Regions from separate parts of the Capra hircus genome. Here region 2 is linked to region 1. Evidence: chromatin contacts called from public Hi-C data. All regions are on one chromosome and are shown on one strand. Each heading gives the region's core, a stretch centred on a gene start, on an enhancer-like site or on the middle of the called end of the contact. The rest is flanking DNA. Distances are from core to core; before and after follow the strand shown. Region 1 has its middle 21 kb from the start of ADGRG1. Region 2 overlaps ADGRG1 (adhesion G-protein coupled receptor G1).

What was found. Hi-C and Micro-C count contacts between places; a contact is called where the count stands out from the background.
Region 2: a contact with region 1 is called in a Hi-C map of blood, with 3 times the contacts expected there. The contact joins two enhancer-like sites. A contact is called at or near these places in 2 of 5 Hi-C or Micro-C datasets (both in blood).

The regions. Positions count from the first base shown.
Region 1 is chr18:26,921,449-26,927,817 of ARS1.2, reverse strand. No RefSeq gene overlaps it. Among named protein-coding and RNA genes, the nearest start is that of ADGRG1, 21 kb to the left of the region's middle. Within about 2 kb of position 3,522, at least 1 of the 5 cell types and tissues checked has an H3K27ac peak or open chromatin away from gene starts, as enhancers often do.
Region 2 is chr18:26,966,179-26,972,547 of ARS1.2, reverse strand. The region is part of intron 1 of ADGRG1 (adhesion G-protein coupled receptor G1); the gene reads right to left. Among named protein-coding and RNA genes, the nearest start is that of ADGRG1, 24 kb to the right of the region's middle. Within about 2 kb of position 2,332, at least 3 of the 5 cell types and tissues checked have an H3K27ac peak or open chromatin away from gene starts, as enhancers often do.

The sequences.
Region 1 (6,369 bases), core at 2,273-4,772:
TATACAGTCAAACATGGGGCTTCCCTGGTTGCTCAGCCGTAAAGAATCTGCCTGCAATGCAGGTGACTCAGGAGATGTGGATTCAATCCCTGGGTCGGGAAGATCCCCTGGAGAAAATGGCAACCCAGTATTCTTGCCTGGAAAATCCCAAGGACAGAGGAGCCTGGTGGGCTGCAGTCCATAGGGCCACAGAGTCAGACATGACTGAAGCAGCTGAACACATAGTCAAACAAAATGTTCTTTCATGAATTTTGACCCTCATGTCTTAGCTCCTACTGGCTGGACCTTATTAAAAACATTCTTCTAGGGCTTCCCAGGTGGTTCAGTGAGTGGTAAAGAATCCACCTGCCAATGCAGAAGACATGGGTTTGTCCCTGATCTGGGAAGATCCCACATGCTGCAGAGCAACTAAGCCTGAAGCACCACAGCTAGAGAGTAGCCCCTGCTCACCACAACTTGAGAAAAGCCCATGGAGCAAGCAACAAAGACTCAGCACAGAGAAAAATAAAAAATTATAAAAAATAATCTTCACATTCTATTGTAATACTTCTATAGTTTTTTATAGAAGAAGAAGTTTTTTATAGTGGCTGGGTCATATGCTTGGATTACTGTGATATTGGATGGTTTGCCCTGGAAACTAACAGAGATCATTCTTTAAATTTTGAGATGGCACCCAAGTACTGCAATTTGGTACTTGGTACTTGCAGAGTTCCAAAGAATAGCAAGGAGAGATAAGAAAACCTTCCTAAGTGATCAATGCAAAGAAATAGAGGAAAACAATACAATGGGAAAGACTAGCACTAAGCGCTGGAGAAGGCAATGGCACCCCACTCCAGTACTCTTGCCTGGAGAATCCCATGGACGGAGGAGCCTGGTCGGCTGCAGTCCATGGGGTCACTAAGGGTCGGACATGACTAAGCGACTTCACTTTCACTTTTCACTTTCCTGCATTGGAGAAGGAAATGGCAACCCACTCCAGTGTTCTTGCCTGGAGAATCCCAGGGAAGGGGGAGCCTGGTGGGCTGCCGTCTATGGGGTCGCACAGTCGGACACGACTGAAGTGACTTAGCAGTATAGTTTTTTATAACATTTAATCCATTCATCTTTAATCTAACTGGAGTGTTTGTATGTGTGCATATGGTATGAGGTAGGGATCTAATTTTATTTCCTTCTAAATGGAGAGCCAATTCTCCCAACAATCAGTTGTGATGTCCCTTTGCCAAATGTAACTCTCTGACTTTCTAAACACCCTTGTTGTGATCAGCACATGGCAGAACTCTGTAAATGCTGATTTGTGGGAGCAACCAAAATAATAGCTCAGTGAGACCAGCATATTCTATCACACAGCAAAGCACAGGTCTCAGAATTTAGAACTAGCAGTGAATACAAGGGGTTCCCAATATAAGTGAATACTTGTGGCTTTGGTTTTTATTGTTTTCAAACCGGCTTTATCTCCCTGCAGAAAATCTCCACACTTTAAGTGTACAAGTCAATTACTTGACAGGCGTGCCCACTTGTGCAGCAAACACCTCAGTCAAGATACAGAGCATTTTCATCTTTCTAGAAACTTCCTTCATGCTCCTTTGCAGGCAACCTCCCCGCCACTTCCACCCCAGGCAACCATGATGCTAAACTGTGAGTGTGTGTAGTACACTGATAACATTTTCAAAGAAATAAATAACCTCGCTGCAGCACGAGTCTGTTGGCTGAGGAAGAAGGCCAACTTCCCCTCCGGGAAAGGACTACTCTCTTGAGACTGACAAATACCTCCCCGGACCTGTTTGGTTAAGAAGGGGGCAAGGGTTACCCAGGCTAGGTATCCCCCACTCAAGAAGGCAAGTTTGTTCTCACAGTTTTTTCCAAGTCCAGAAATTAAATCTGCCAAATTTTTACTTAATATTTTAGATTGATGGATCTTTTTAAACTTAATTCAAATGATTTCTTTTAAAAGAAAACACAGTATCCTGTGTTAAATGACCAGGGTCACATGCCATAATTAATGAAAAGCTATCCATTAGACTAATATTAAACCTGATCTCCCTTGGGACTTTCCTGGTGGTCCAGTTAAGAATTCTCCTGCCAATGCAAGGGACATGGGTTTGATCCCTAGTCTGGGAGGATCCCGTGTGCCATGAGGCAACTGAACCTTGTACTCTAGAACATGCGAGCTACAACTACTGATCCCACACACCACAACTACTAAGCCCTCATGCCCAGAGCCTGTGATCCACAAGAGAAGCCACTGCCGAGAGAAGGCCATGTACTGCAATGAAGAGAAGCCCCCATTCACAACTAGAGAAAGCCCACGTGAAGCAACCAAGACCCAGTGCAGCCAAAGACAAATATAAAAAATAAATTCATTTCCCTGTGCCATCTAAAATTCCATTCCAATTGCCTCTTATGGAGAGCGCTGCAGACAGAGAATAGAGAAGTGAGCTGCAGAGGAAGAATCCAGATCTTGAGAATGGAGGCTGGTGGTTTGGGGGGCAGGAGAGTGGCTGGCAGGGTGGACACGTGGCGGGGGGGACAAGCCAGCCTTTGCGTGTTTCAGGACCTAAGGGCTCCTCTTGCACTGAAACAGTGGAATTGCTTTAGGAAAAGACCTGAGTCCACATACCCACTTCCTGCAAGCCTGCGACAGTTTCTTAGCTCACAGGTTCTGAGACCTTCCATCCATAAAGGGAAACATGTATTTTCGGGACCACTCAAGGAGAAAATACCTTTGGAATCAGACAGGCTGGGATCCATTTGTACTTATTAATAGTTACATGTCCTTGGAGAAGAGAATCATCTTTCAGAGCCTCAATTTTCCCACCTGTAAAATGGGCATAATAATAGTACCTTATTCAGGTGGCTCTAGTTTTAAAGAACCCACCCGCCAATGCAGAACATATGAGACACGGGTTCGATCTTTGAGCCAGGAAGATCCCCTGGAGGAAGGCACAGCAACCCACTTCAGTATTCTTGCCTAGAGAATCCTCAAGACAGAGGAGCCTGGCAGGCCATAGTCCGTGGGGTTGCAAAGAGTCAGATACGACTGAACGACTAACACTTTCATATTGTAAGGACCAAATCTGGTGGGATTTGCAAAGCACACAGCTTGGCACAGAGCAGACTCTCTATCAGTGAGAAGCAGTTATTCTATATCCCCCCCAAGGATCTTGGAGGATTCAAACCACTGATATCATCAGCCTTTGCCTGAGTGATGAAGTGGTTAATGAAATCAGTCCTTCCTGAAAGAAGCGGCTCTGGGAGTCACCAGTTTTATTAATGAATTGCTCGCTAAAGTTCTTCCTGTTTTGCTGACAGGCGCAATTAACTGCCTGCAGGCTGGTGGCCCTAACTAAATGATAACCAATTTGAGGGTTGGCCTGGAGGCAGGATATGAGTGTGTGGGAGCCCAGGCCTCAGGAGTGGGGGTTGTAGCACCTGCTTCAAAATCACCACAGCCAAGGCCTCTTCCCAGGTCTGGCTCCCTCTGAGCGTGGAGGCCTGGGGCCTGCGAGGGCTGGGGAGCTGCCTCTAGCCCCTGAGGCCCAGCAGCAGGGGATGTCGGTGAGTGGGAATTACTTTCTGCACTGACAGCTGCATCAGGCCCCGGGTGATTATCTCAGGGAATCCTCCCAGCCCTGTCGCATTGGTGTTGCCACTCTCCTCGTGCACAGATGAGTAGCCTTGAGGCTCAGAGAGGTCAGACAGTAGGCGGTCAGGGCACTCAGTGCTGCCTTTCCCCCGTGGTGGGGTTGGGTGGAGGCCCTAGAGTCCACACACTAGGAGGGACAGTCACACTTTTGCCTGACGGTCAGGTCATGTGGGGCCTTGGAGACTTATCTGTGCTGTCTCTGGTCCCATTTCACTGATGTGAGACTGAGGCCCAGAGAGGGACAGGGACTGGCTTGAACCAGAGTCAGAAGCCAGGGCCTAGATGTCCTGCCCCAGCTCAGGGAAGACAAGACTGAGTAGGGCCCTGTGCCTGCCTGGGGCCCCCCAGCCAGAGAGCTGATGTGAATTCTCACCCGTCAGTTGTCCGTCCCTTCCCCCACCCCCCAACCCTGACCCATGGGAAGCTATTACCCAAGTCGGTGTCTGGGTAACACCTTCCTAAGTGTTATAAGTGGTAGATGCGGCTGGTTTGAGGCTGCAAGTTCTCAAGCTTCTGGGTTCCTGGAAGGCAGCTCTCATGACCCACTGCACATCCTCCCAGCCCGCTTGGATCCTTGAATCACCTCAGCAATTGCAACCCCCCCAAAATCTCCCAGAACAAACCATGGAGCTTTGTTCGAACACCCTTCGCTCGTCAGATAGAGCTGGAGGCAGAGGGATGACTGGTCTTTCCTCCTGGTTTGCCAATGGGGAAACCAAAGCCCGGAGAGGGAACAGACCAGGCCACAGTCACACAGCCAGTCCGAGGGAGCAGAGGTGTGGCTGGAGGGCTGGGACCCTGAGTGGGCCTCTCCAGGTTAAGGAGATGGTGGCCTGCTGGGCTGCTTTGTGGAATCCCTGCCCTCTCTGGGCCTCAGTTTCTCACCTCTAAACTGAAGGGTGGCAAGAGATTAAAAGAGCAAATGCTACAGTAATATTGTGTTTATTATTAAGTTGACCTGGAGAGGTGCGTGAGACCTCATCCCATTTTGAAAAGATTTTATAGAGCCTCTTATGTTGCAGGCACTCTCTCAAGGGCATTGCAATTATTGGCTAGTCAATTCTCCTATCAACTCTATAAGCTGGTTACTATTATGCCCATCCCATATTGCAGATCTGTTGGCTCAGGCCAGGAGAGGTTTGGCAGCTTCCTGGGTTGCATAACTCGTATGGTAGGGAGCTGCGACTTCTGCCCAGTCAGCCGTGTCATCAGGAACAGCACCAGGCTCATTTCACCAGCCATCCACGGAGGAGGCAGCAGGAGGTCCTTACGGTGGCAGTCTGGGGACAAGTGGGCAGAGGTGAGGTCACTGAGAGACGTGCCAGGAACTGAGGAGTCAGGCTCCGCTTTCCTGCCTCCGTGAGGCATCTGATCTTTTGCTGAGTTCTGCTGGCTGTATCTGACTCACTTCTGCTCACTCTGTCTCAGAGGATGCTAGCACCCTGGCCATGGTACACTACAGTGCAGACAAGAGGTAGGCTGGATGCGTGCAGACACTGACATCCTTATAAAGAGAAGATTTTCTCCGATGCGACCCAACACAAAACGTCCCCTCAGACCCCCCCAACACAGTAGATCTGAAACTGATCTTGAGATTTTTGTTTTCAGCAGTGGCAGACTTCTTTTTACCTCTGAACACAGTTTAAAATGTTGAGTTTAAAAAAAAAATTTAATTGAAGAGCTAGAAAGATTGCGGGGAAGCAGCAGGCTAAATCTGAGGAGAAAATATCACCCCAGAGAAGTAAACAACATGACAGAAGCACCAAAGCCACTTCCGTACGAAAGGTATTGACAGATACCACCCACTTGGGCTTCAGTCTGGGGGCCTTCAGAGGGAGCAGGACAGAAGTAAAGGCCGAAGACCAGTCCAGGGAGGGGAGACATAAAGCAGACCCTTCCCATGTAGGTTGGGACCCCCTCCTCGAGAAAAAGGTAAACCAGAACTGAATCACGCCCCTCCCCTTGGCCCCAGAAAGCAACTTGGGATCGAGAAGAGCAGAAGCAAGGGGAGGGGCCCATTCTGAGAACAAGAGCTGTAGACTGGCGGGCACACACTTGTCGCCCCGGGCACAACAGACAGGGGCAGACCAGGGGCCTCAAGCTGTGAATTCGACTGATGTTTTTCCGTCTGTAAGCGTCCCAACTGCCTATCAGAGACAAATACAAGAAGGGCAAGGTGGCTGGGAAGGGATGGAGTGGGAGGTTGGGGTTGCAGATGTAATCTATTAAATATAGAATGGAAAAATGACAAGGTCCTACTGTATAGTGCAGAGAACTGTATTCAAGACCCTTTGATAAACCATGATGGAGAAGAGTTTTTAGAAAGGGTGTTTACATATGTATAACTGGACCACTTTGCTGTACATCAGAAATTAACACAACGCTGTAAATCAACTATGATAGGGCCCTCATGGGGTCTCACTGATAAGATGGCTCATTACGTCAACCTCGCAAACAAAGAATAAAATCACAGTGATCCTCTTGACTGACCAAACCTCCCAAATGACATGCTGTTTTCTCACTGGCGCCTATCTTCTCAAAGTTGCGAGATCACCAGATTCCAGACATCCGGCTCCGTGACCATCCGTTCAGAGAGTTTTTCATTATTGGCTATAAGAAGGACCCACCCTGTCAGAAAGGGAGGATGCTTGGTCTCCTTAAGAGCCAGTCACCCTCTCTTTTCCCTCTAATAAATTTCCCTTTTCTTGCCTGACTGCCCAGCTAGC
Region 2 (6,369 bases), core at 1,083-3,582, 46 kb before region 1:
CCCTCACCCAGCCCCCTGGGCCCGTCACCGGTCCCCACTCCTACATCTTCCCTCTCAGCCTCCACGTCACCCCCTCGTGGGCCCCAGCTCAACTTCCAAAGCACCTCAACCGGAAATTCTTCGAGCATGAAATTTCCTTTCTGGGAAGACTGAAACCCCACCCAGAAAACTTCCCACCTCACAGTACGGACATGAGCCGGTCCCCAGAAGCCTCCGAGGGAAAGGAGGGCTGGACGGGGGCACCATCTACACTCTCATGAGATCCTCAGAGCCACCCTGTGAGGCTGGTCCTGCTGTTTTGCCATTTTACAGATCAGAAAACTGAGACTAGGGCAGTGGATGTTGTAAGCTTCCCCACCGGTGGAGCTAAGACACGGACCTCAGTGTCATTCCAGAGAACTCCTTGGAGAGCTGGAGCCAATAGTTTCTAGAGATTCTTGCTCCTCTGGTTTGGGGAGACCCCCAAACAAAAGGAGAGAGAAATGGTGGGTGGGTGGCAGCCAAGACCACAGGCTGTGCAGATAACTCCAGCCTGGGAGAGAGAATTTAGGGGGCCGAGTCCCCAGTAGAGGCCCCTCCCCCACCAGCCCCTTCTAGAGCAGCTGCCCTTGACCTCGGGCCTTCCGTAAACACACGCAGAGAACAAAACAATCTGGCCCAGTTTGACACAATGGGGGCCACAATCACAGAGTCCCCAGGGATCAAGGCAGAGCAGAGGGGCCAGGGCTCATCTAAGCTAAGACTCCCGGCTGCCCATCTCTCGAGCTGGCTGGGCCCAGGAGGAGATGCCCCAGCTCCAGTGCAGGCCCAGCCCTGCCCATCCTCACGGTGGGGGAGAGGGTAATGGGCAGGGGACTTATGGCTCACTTTCTCCCCTGAGGCCTGACTCACTTCCTCTGCCATCCGTTTAGAGCCACGGGTCACTGCTGGCCCAGTCCAGGCCCCTGGAAAACCCATTTCCTCAGAGGACAGAGGTGGAAGTTGAGTGGACAGGACCTTGGTGGCTCTGGGGTTAACCCTTCCCAGGCAGGCGCCTCCCCAGGAAGATGACCTAGGCCCCCAGGCATTCTCCTGCCAGTAACACACGCGTGGACCGCAGGCTTATCCATCCCCCGACTAGCCTCTTTGCCTGGATCGCCTCCCTCTTTCCATGACCCAACTCATCTTCCTAAACTCAGTGAAGACACGCCCTCCCCTTGAAGCTTTCCCTAACTGCCATCAGAATTAACTTCTGTGTTCTGATGTGGTGGGGAAGGGGGCAGTCCACAGCCTATGCTCAACCCTATATGCCCACCTTTGCCACAAGGAGTTCACATCAGAGGTGCCCAAACCCACGATGGGTCAGAAACACCCCAGGAAGTTCACTGAAATGCATTATCACAGATCCCTCCACACTGACATTCAGTATCTCTGAAAATAGCACAAAAGATTTTTTTCTTCATTCAGCAAATCAGAAGTAGCGGGGAATTTTTACCCAGTAGCTGCTATGAGCTTGATGGGTTTTTTCCCAATTTTTTTTCCTTTTTTTTCTTTTGCCAGGAGAGCAGTAGCATTAGGATGAAAACACGTGCACACATACATACAGGGTACTGTCAGGGATACATAAACGTTTTGTGATAGAATATATGTGAGGGGCTTAGCGGTAAAGAACCCACCTGCCACACAGAAGATGGGGCAGGAGCCTCGGGCTGGATCCCTGAGTTGGGAAGATTCCCTGGAGAAGGAAATGGCAGCCCACTCTAGTATTCTTCCCTGGGAAATCCCAGGGACAGAGGAGCTTGGTGGGCTACAGTCCGTGGGGTCCCAAAAGAGCTGCACTGAGTGACTAAACAATAACGGAGTGTGAGGGGCAGATGCTCCAGGTCTGGTGTGGGGCTTGGGAGTCCAGCTTGACCAGGCAGCCCGTTGACCAACACTCTGCGGGCATAGAACCACTGGCTTACAAGGCTGGGATACCATCAGGGGCCCTGTCTTACAGAGTCAGAGGTGGGTGGGGCCCGGCCCCAGATCACTTGGGTGGTAAATGGTTCGCTCTGGACGGGAGCCAGGGCAGCTTGCCTCCCCCGTGGCGTCTCGTCTCCACCTCAGTGGTGGTGAGGATGAATCACAGTCCTGGGTGGCTCACCTAGCATTTATCAGGGTGCCTGGGACCTTTAAGCACAGCTGGGAGCAGGGGTGTGTGTGGGGAGGGGAGCCCCTGCCCCAGCGGGTCTCCAGGTGTGAGCCTGGTCCTGCCCTCCTGCAGGGAGAGCCAGCAGTGGGAAGACCCAGCCCAGCTTCCCAGCTCCAGCCCTCATCTTCAGCTGCTGGTCAGGGTCGGGGACGGTGGGGACAACAGACGGGGGACAACATGGAGATGCTGGCTCCCCCTCCCCCAGCCCTGGACAGAGGGCCTTAGGAGAGAAGGGTTTGGCCAAGAGAGGGGTGGGTGAGCATGAAGTCCTTGAGGGAAGGACACATGAGGTGTGCGTGCTCTTGTGTGCGGGTGTGTAGGGGAGCGAGGAGGGACGTTAGAGCAGAGCAGAGGGGGTGGGGTGGGGGGCTGAGAGGACCCTCCACCAGCCCTTTCCAAACTCTCATAAACGCAGTCTAACTTAGAAACACCATGTACCCGACAAACAAAGGCAGCGCCCCCACCAGACCCCGGTGGGACCCCTGACCATACCTCACTCTCAGCCAGGCCCCCAGCCCCTCAGCAGAGCCTGGGGCTCCAGGGGGCACTGCTTGCAAACATGGAGCCCGTCTCTCCCCGCCCTCAGTCACAGGCTGGGGGACTGAAGCCCAAGCTAGGTGGCCACACAGAACTCCCCCCAGGAAGGGTGTTCTGGCCTGGCCAGGGAAAACAGAGTGACTTCAGGTTCCAGGAATTTTTCTACAATTAAAAAGAATAAAAATTAAGCTAGCTGCCTGCCTCCCGGAGGCCGGCGGGTGCCAAGGCCTTGCCGGCTCACTGCCCAGGATGAGTCCCACGTTCTGGAGCACTGCCCCACCAGCGTGGGCCCTGCCGCCCCATGGCTTCTGTCCAGCAGGTCCCCGGGCCACGGCTCCCTCCGCATGCCCAGACGAGCCCCGGCCCTGGGGGGAGACCGAGGAAGGGCAGGAGAGGGGCACCTGCGCAGATGAGAGGACGCCGGGTTCCCCCGAGAGCCCGTTATCCAGAGCCACCCACCCTGCCACCTGCTTTATCTGCAATCAGAGTGTTTGCTCAAGAGGCCTCAGAGGCCAGCACACCATCACGAGAGATGAGCCTGGGCTTGAGTGTTCCCTCCTCCAAACCTCTGCACACACCGGTCCTCCCCCCTGGATGCCAACCTTGTGCCATATCTGTAAAGGTCTAACTTAGAAACGCCATGTACTTGACAAACAAAGGAGGTGCCCCCACCAGACCCCAGTGGGGTCCCGGACCATACACTGGCCTTCAGCCTCCACATCCTCCCCCGACTGCCCTGCACTCCAGCCTCGCAGTGCCTGGCAGAACAGCAGACCACGAGTGGGAATAAACAGAGGTCTAGCTGGCACAGCAAAAGGGAGCTGGAATCCAAGAAGGGGAGCAGGAGATGACAGTTCCCATTTAGCGATCACTCACTTGGTGCCCAAAACTGCGCAAGGCACTTTTCACAAATGGTCGTTCAATCCCACCTTAACTCTATAAAGCAAATACTATTATTGCCCCAACGTAAAAAGGAAATGGAAATCCAAAAAGGCTAAGTGATGCCCAGGCAAGTAAGTAGCCAAGCCAGGATTCAGACTTTAGTCCACCAAACCTCAAAGCCCGTGATTTCAGCCATTACGGTCACCAGAGCCCCTTCCTTCCCTTCTCTGGAACTATCTCCCTGACTTTACCATGAGGTAACTTTGCCAAGCACTTCCTAAGAAGCTGTGTGTGTTTAGTCACTTAGTCATGTCTGACTCTTTGCAAGCTCATGGACTGTAGCCCATCAGGCTCCTCTGTCCGTGGGATTCTCCAGGCAAGAACACTGGAGTGGGTTGCCATTCCTTTCTCCAGAGGATGGATCTTCCTGACCCAGGGATCGAACCCAGGTCTCCTGTACTGCAAGCAGATTTTTTACTATATGAGCGACAGGGAAGTTCCTCCCTAAGAAGCACTAGTTCCCAAGCTAGAGAAATACTGCAGGTCCTACTTGGTCATATGAATTAACATATCAAAGGCTCTGATAAGTCCTGCAGAAAGAAAATCCACAGAGCTTGGTTGGGCTTAGTTTCCCAGCCCAGTGTGATGGTGCGAGCTTTTTTTTTTTTTTTTTTTTGCAGAACACCTGTTACCAATGTGAAACGAGGAGCGCTCGGAAATCTTGACACCACGCAGATAAGAAAACTGTCAGCATTCTCCCTCCCAGCCTCCAGCTGCCTCCCCTCCCCTCCCCTCTGAGCTGTCCCAAAGGCCATTAACTAGCAGGAGATGGGCTACAGGAGCCATTTAGGCTGTGATGTTCCCCAGGGCGACTCATCACCATCTTTGACACTTCCAGGCCAGAGGTCCTGGGGGAACCTGGGGTAATGGCAGCCCCATCGCACCTCCCTTTGGCCGGCAGCACCAGCTCTTGGAGAAAGGGGCAGTGCCAGCCGTGTTTCTGGATTGCCATTAAAGTCAACCGCAGTCACCTCAAGCAGTAGACACTTGGAATGCTGAGACTGAAAGGGAATGAGGGAGGAGCAGAGAGAGAAAAAGAAAGAGAGAAAAGTGATGGGGAGGCAAGAGCTTTCAGAAGCTGAGAATCACAACCTTTTTGGAATCGGAGTGAGGATGGAAAAAATCTAGAACCTCAGAGAAGGGGAGGGATTAGGAAGGTCTGGGTCTGGCCCAGTTTAGGGGTGGTGTTCAGACAGCAGGACCTGTCATGAGCAGTCCTGGGACAGTGGCCCCAGCCCTGAACAGCTCCATGCCCCTGGGGCAGCCTGCAACCCACATGCAGGGCTCCCCACAGCCCTCCCCACAAGGAGCAGCTGAAGCTGGGCCTCAGGGCCCTCGCCAGTCAGCACCTGCCCAGGGAATGCACCCTCCCAGAGTGGGGGTGGCAGGAGTTAGACACACGTGTGTGTTAATCGCTCAGTCACATCCCACTCTTTGGAACACCACGGACTGTAGCCTGCCAGGCTCCTCTGTCCATGGGATTTCCTAGGCAAGAATACTAGAGTGGGTTGCCATTCCCTTCTCCAGGGTATCTTCCTAACCCAGGGATTGAACCTGGGTCTCCTGCATTGCAGGCAGATTCTTTACCACCTGAGACATCAGAGAAGCCCATAGGGTCCTGAACTAGCGCCACACCTACCTGGTCCTAGGACCTTTGTAGCACCCAGTCCCCTCTTTGGGCCTCAGCTTCCTCCTCTACTGAGGAGGTGACAAGATCCCTGTCCCCCCGTCTGTCTTCTTCATAGACCAGAGCCCCGGGTTGCTTCTAGGGAAGGGAAGGGCTTACCTCCCGGCTGACAGCGAGCGGACAGGAAAACAGCGCTGGCCATCTCATCCTCCTGCCCAGCCTGTCTTCCCTCTCAAACCACAGACGGACCTCAGCCGTCTGGCTGCAGTTTCCCTTCTGCATCTGTGTTCCCAAACTGGCCAAGGCCAGGCATACAAGGTCAGCCCAGTTACCTCCCTGTTCATTTTTTGGGGGCTGTGTTTCAGTTCTTTGGGGACTTGGCAGAACGCCCACCTTTGGAGCATAGGACCCCTTAGCATTCCCAAGGTCAGCTGCCAGCCCTCCCTTTCTTTTCTCCTCCTCCGGGTCCCAGATCCCTGGCTGAGGGGCAAGCCGGACACACAGCCAGGCATCCTCCCCGACAGGAGCTGGAGGCCAGGGTGAGCCTGAGGTTCCAGCTCCCTCCAGGGAAGGTCGGTGGAGGCACAGACTAGGATCCCATCCCAGCTCACTGAGCACACAGCGCCACCCTACCTGGTCCTCCACTACTGTTTGCATACCCCCACGGGCAGGGTGCTCACCACCTCCAGCCACACAGCTAGCATTAAATGAAGCTCTCTGAAGATGCAAGACTTGATTCTAAGCTCTCCACCCAAAGGAGCACATTTAATCCTCCCCCAAATCTGAGACAAATACCATTCTGCCCATTTAACAAATAAGGAAACAGAGGCCCTGAAGATCAGGTTGGCTGCTGGAGATCACACGGCTTGAGGTCCAGCATCGGGGCCTGGCTCCAGAACGCAGGCTCTCGATTTTGCAGTCCGTTTCTGCTTGACATTACCTGTTAGAAAGGGCTTCTCTTTAAAATTCCCAGTAAAAGATGCTTCCAGAAATGTGTTTCCTTGGGATTAGCTGAAACCCTTCCTCTGAAGACACCCTGGTCCTGGAGGCTGTGAAGACCCCCTCCCAGCAACACACTTGCTCTCTGTCC